Regions from separate parts of the Mus musculus genome. Here region 2 is linked to region 1. A link is a contact called in public HiChIP or PLAC-seq data. All regions are on one chromosome and are shown on one strand. Each heading gives the region's core, a stretch centred on a gene start, on an enhancer-like site or on the middle of the called end of the contact. The rest is flanking DNA. Distances are from core to core; before and after follow the strand shown.

Region 1 (2,955 bases), core at 310-2,809:
TGTTTTAGTTTACAACTCCAGGTTACAGACCATGACAGTGACGAGGCCAAGGCAGGAAGCCGAAGCAGCCAGCCACAGCTGTGAAGAAAAGGAATCCATACATATTTACTGCTCAGCTCTCTTCCTCCACTCTTACATTGTCCAGGGCCCTGCCTACTGTGCCTAGTGTTGCCACAGTAGGTCGGTCTTTCCACCGCCATTAAGGTAATCAAGACAGTCCCACCACCACCAAGGCCAATCTGATCTAAAGAATCTTTCACTGAGACTGTTGCCAGTCTAGTCTACCTTGTATCATTTGTACAATTAAAAAGTATCACAGGTATCAGAGATAGCTTAGCAGTTAAAGGCTAGGCTCACAACTTGAACACTAGCCACCATAGGGGCTGAGAGATAGCTCAGCCTTTAAAGGCTAGGCTCACAATTGAAACACTAGCTACCACACTGTCTTAGTTAGGGTTTTATTGCTATGAACAGACACCATGACCAAGGCAAGTCTTATAAAAAAACATTTAATTGGGACTGGCTTACAAGTTCAGGGGTTCAGTCCATCATCATCAAGGTGGGAGCAGGGCAGTATCCAGGCTGGCATGGTCCAGGCAGAGCTGAGAGTTCTACATCTTCATCCAAAGGCTGCTAGTGGAAGACTGACTTCCAGGCAACTAGAGTGAGAGTCTTAAGCCCGTACCCACAGTGACACACCTACTCCAACCAGGTCACACCTATTCCAACAAGGCCACACCTCCAAATGGTGCCACTCCCTGGCCCAAGAATATACAAACCATCACACACCCTGTCCATCACACACCCTGTCCACACACCCTGTCCATCACACACCCTGTCCATCACACACCCTGTCCATCACACACCCTGTGCCTTGCTGTTCTTTCTGATCTCATTTTGTGTGAACACTAACATCCTCCCTACAGTGCTGCTCTGAGGATGATGTCAGACCATGTATGTGAAGGGAAATGTGGAGCTTGCATGGGATGTTGTATCCATCAGCAGCTCACAGCAGAGCTGGACCACACAACGTGGTTAGAGTTGTCACTGGTGGCAGTCACCTGCGGCAACCTGCTTTATATTTCTGGTTAAAATTTCCTCATACATAAAATGGGACTGTCATATGGTGCCCAGTGGGGAATGACGTAGAGTTGCGCTTGCCCTTGGTGCCCTGCCCCCTCTGCACTTGGCCTTGAAAAGGACTATGTGAGCAACTGATTATATTCCTTCTGGAATGGTGAGCTGTGTCTCCTCTGTGTTGGAGACACCAGGTGTGATGAAGAATTTGGAGCAAAGGACCCCAGCCACACTCAGCTTCCACCTGTCTACCTCTTCTCTGAAGTCCCCAACCCTGATTCTTGATCTAATTACCTCTGTCCCCAGAGCTGTCCTACAACCTCCTTGGTCATCTGTCAGCCACTTGGGACAGAGGCAGAGAGCCACTTATTCCTCCTAGGAGGGGCTGCTCTGCCCTGGGAGGGGGATACCCCACGCATCACTTAAGGGCTGACTGCCCAGCTCCAGGCAAGTGTATTCGAGTGCCAATGCCAGGCAGGCTCAGATGAATCACCTCCCGTTCCATGTGGTCACCCTGGCTGGCAACAGAGGCCCTGTGTGCTTCTCTGTGTGGTTTCTTTCCATTCCGTGAGTCAGAAGGCACCAGTCACTGGCCATGTGATGCCGTAGTCTCCTGCCAAGGAACAGTGGCAAAGAATTTCTGGAAAACCCTGGAAGGACAAGGGAGGGCAGATGTGGTTGCCAGAAACAGGCCTGAGCTGAGAGGGCTGGATGCAATCTTGTGAGATTAGCATGGGGAAAGGGGCTCTGGTCTCATGAGGCCAAAGGCCCCTATAGTAGCAGCAGCTGCTGGGTGTAGGGCCAAACCTGGTTTCCCTGTGGTGGAATAACATGATCATTTGGTCTAATTATAAGCAGAAAGCTTTTTGTAATGTAAAAAATCTTGGTCATTTAAGAACTATAAAAAGGAAGAACTGCCCCTAGCAGACACTTTTTATTTATTAATTTCTTTAGTGTTGGCCTTTATAAAAAAAGGATGAAGAAGTAAAAGGAGGAGGAAGAGGAAGAGGAGGAGGAGGAGGAAAAAGAGGAGGAGGAGGAGGAGAGGAGGGGGAGGAGGAAGAGGAGGAGAGGAGGGGGAGGAGGAGAGGAGGGGGAGGGGAGGAAGAGGATGAGGAAGAGGAGGAGAGGAGGGGGAGGAGGAGAGGAGGGGGAGGGAAGGAAGAGGATGAGGAAGAGGAAGAGGAAGAAGAAGATCATTAGACTGTTCTGTCCTGGAACTCACTATGTAGACCAGGCTGGCCTCAAACTCACAGAGATCTGCCTACCTCTGCTCCTGAGTGCTAGGATTAAAAACATGGGCCACTATACCTGGCTGACTTATTATTTCTTTAATTATGTGTATGTGTAGGGGTATGTGCACATGTGTGCAGGTGATTGCAGAAGCCAGGAGCATCAGACACCCTAGAAAACTGGTTACAGTTGGCTGTGAGCCACCTGCCATGGGTGCTGGGAATGGATCTGTCCTCTTCAAGAGCGAGATGGTTCTGGCTGACAAGCCAGCTCCCCAGCCTCTAGTTTTCTGGCTTTTTGCTACTCACTGTGTAGCCAGGCTGGTTTCAAAGCTACTATGTAGCTCGAGCTGGCCTCTGGTTATGGAGTGCTGGGATTACAGACCTGCACCACCACAGACACTGTTCCAGCTTGCCAAGATGTTTCCTGTACATACATAGTGCCACCTGCCTGCCCCTGGCCTGTCATACTGCTGGACACTGCCCAAGTCTGGTCTTGATATTACCTGATGCCTGGGATACTGCGACTCTAGGTCCCTAGGATGGCAGTCAGCACAGAGTCAGCGGCCTCCCTTCTTGTGCTCCCTGGCCCCTGAAGGTGTCTTTTTTTTTTTTTTTTAAGATTTATTTATTTATTATATGTAAG
Region 2 (2,955 bases), core at 327-2,826, 230 kb before region 1:
ACCCTGTCTCAAAAAAAAAACAAAAACAAACAAACAAACAAACAAACCTAATTAATTAATTAAATTTAATAAAAAGCTGATCTAGTCTTGGTTAATAGTAATGCCACCTTCCAAATGTTAGGCCAAACACTTAGTCAGTCTCCAATGTATTTCTCTTTGTCACAGACCAAATCCAGATTCTTAATCATAATCAGATTCTTCCAGGCCACCTCCACAAGTCCAGCTCTGCTTCTATCAACAAAGGAATAACAGATACAGAACTCACTCTCTCATAAACAGCTGTGAGAGTGAGTCAAGGAGACCAAGCAGAGATTTTCAAATATTGTACAAGAAGCAGCACAGATAAGTAAGCCAAGGGGAGGAGCCAGATGACGTGAGCATGCAGCTGTGGAGGTGACTCTCACATAACAGCCCCAGAATGGAGAATGCAAACACACCAGAAGCCTTGCTGAGTTTGAGAAACAAGAAACTGGAGTTTAGGGAAACCAGGTCATCTGGAAATTTCTAGATAAAATGCCAAAAAGGAGAAAGAGCCCCGTATAACACATTGCATATGGCTGAGTGCCAGGCTGTGTATGCACAGGGTAAAAACTCCACACACAGCCAGAGAGCAACCACCGAAGAAACAACACTGAAAACAATCTGAAAAACCTTAGAACCCAACTCTGGCTGGAAACATTAAAGTTCTGGCTCGCCAGAATAGAGAGACCTTGTGATAGATGGTGTCTTTCTTCCAGAGGAGGCTCAGCACTGCCAACTTCACATACTCTTCCACAGTCTGCTCTCCCACATTAAAGGCAAAGTTGAATTCCATTCTCTTTTAACCACAGTTATCATGGCTTTCACCAACTGAGTGCATAGCTATGCAGTGTTGGCTTTGAGGCTAGACTGGAAAAAGCAGTGACACTTCCAGACACCCAAAGCTACACTGCTTCTCCCTTACCTGCCACCGGGGCTGACGTGGATGGTCTCTGAGGATCCTGAAAGAGCTCCTTGGGAGAGCAGGAGGAGGAGACAGCCGCAAATGGGATTAAGTCTCAAGTGGACTGATGCTGGTTATAACCCATTTCAAGATGACCCTGGAAGGCAGGGTGAGGGACATCTGAGGCACCATGTGCCTATCATTCATTGACAAGGAAAGAGAAATCACAGGGAGTTAAAGAAGCAGAAGCCAAGGAGATGGTTCAGAGGTTAAGAGCACTGACTGTGGCTTCCCTTTCAGAGGATCCAGGTTCTGTTCCCAGCGCTTACACAATGATGCACACTTGCCTGTAACTCCAGTTCCTGTAAACCCATTGTCCTCTTCTGGTCTCTGTGGGCTCTTGCATTTATGTGGTACACATAAACTCATACAGACAAACACACATACACATAAATATTTTTTAAAGGAGAAATTCACAGATAGGATCAAGGAGTTGGCAGAGAGATTAGAAAGTCAGAAGTCAGGGTGTCTGCAGGAAGGGCATAAATGCATAGTTATGAAGTACAGACATTTCTGTGATATCTACTAGGAAGCGTTGCCATGGCACCAAGCAGGCAGGATGAATTAGCAGTTGGTGTCTGGGCTGACTCACTGGTCACTGCAGTGCTGGCTCTCACTCAGAAGCACTCATCCAGCAGTCACAGCTCGCCAGATGCAGACACTCTTGTGTTCGTGTGTGTGTGTGTGTGTGTGTGTGTGTGTGTGTGTGTGTGTAACCAGGGGAGGGGGTGTGGGGGTGTTTTGTTTGTTTTCATTTTCTACACAGGGTTTCTTGTGTAGCTCTGACTGTCCTGGAGTTAGCTCTGTAGACCAGGCTGACCTCAAACTCAGAGATCCACCTGCCTCTGCCTCATAAGTGCTGGGATTAAAGGTGTGTGTCACCACTGCCTAGCCAGAAACAGGCAGCCTTAACCAACAGTACCCAGGATAGTACCAGCCCTTTCAAAAGAAAGCCAACCACTAGGCTTGTTTTAAGGGCAGGGTAGGAAGTGAGATGGTTTTCCTGTGTATCCCAGGCTGTCATGGAATTAGCTCTGTGCTCTGTAGACCAGGATGACATTGAACTCAGAGATCCACCAGCCTTTGCCTCCCAAGTCCTGGGATTAAACATGAGTGCCATTATGCCCTGCTAACAATAGGGTTTTCTTTTGTTTTGTTTTTTTTTTTTTGTTTTTTTTTTTTGTTTTGTTTTTTTTGTTTTTCAAGACAGGATTTCTCTGTACAGCTCTGGCTGTCCTGGAACTCACTTTGTAGACCAGGCTGGCCTCGAACTCAGAAATCTGCCTGCCTCTGCCTCCTGAGTGCTGGGATTAAAGGCGTGCACCACCACGCCCGGCTGGTACAATAGGGTTTTCAACTCTGGAAAAATAACTTTACCTGGTCTGAAATTAAAGCCTAATTTGCATGTATTTGTTATGGTTCATGGACTTATGGGTTAAGTGCAAAATTATAAAACTTTCAGAAAAAAGGTACAAGAGAAAAACCTCTGGGTTCTGGGGATAAAGAAAAGACACCAAAAGATGAGGCATGAATGGAAAATCCAATGAATGTAAACTGTTAAGCTGAGACAGCTCATCTGTATAAAGGGTGCAAAGACAATCTACGGGGCTAGGAGATGGCTCGGGGGTAATGTGCTTGCCGTGCAAGCTTAAGGGCCTGAGTTCAGATCCCAACACCCTCTTCAAAAGCAAGGTGTAGTGGCATCCACCTGTAATCCCAGCACTGGGGAAGGTAGAGACAGCAGGATCTCAGAGCTTATTGCCCAGCCTCTAGACCCTCAGTGAGTTCCAGGTTCAGTGAGAAACCTGTCTCCAAATGAGAAAAGGGATAAAGAAAGACACCTGACATCGGTTTCTGGCTTCCACATTCATGTGTGTGAATACTAAACCACAGAGAGAGAGAGACAGAGACAGAGAGACAGAGAGACAGAGAGACAGAGAGACAGACAGAGACAGAGAAAGACAGAGAGAGAC

The links. HiChIP or PLAC-seq counts read pairs in DNA pulled down with a chosen protein or histone mark.
Region 2: a contact with region 1 is called in an HNF4G HiChIP or PLAC-seq map of pancreatic cancer cells. The contact joins two enhancer-like sites. A contact is called at or near these places in 10 of 484 Hi-C or Micro-C datasets (CD4 T cells, embryonic stem cells, nephron progenitors and 1 more) and 2 of 115 datasets of contacts at active chromatin or transcription factors (pancreatic cancer cells and stem cell-derived neural progenitor cells).

Annotation. Positions count from the first base shown.
Region 1 is chr1:191,291,230-191,294,184 of GRCm38.p6, reverse strand. No RefSeq gene overlaps it. Among named protein-coding and RNA genes, the nearest start is that of Nenf, 25 kb to the left of the region's middle. Within about 2 kb of position 1,559, at least 132 of the 459 cell types and tissues checked have an H3K27ac peak or open chromatin away from gene starts, as enhancers often do. A contact at or near this core is called in pancreatic cancer cells, where this site is marked.
Region 2 is chr1:191,525,897-191,528,851 of GRCm38.p6, reverse strand. No RefSeq gene overlaps it. Among named protein-coding and RNA genes, the nearest start is that of Gm32334, 40 kb to the right of the region's middle. Within about 2 kb of position 1,576, at least 67 of the 459 cell types and tissues checked have an H3K27ac peak or open chromatin away from gene starts, as enhancers often do. A contact at or near this core is called in pancreatic cancer cells, where this site is marked.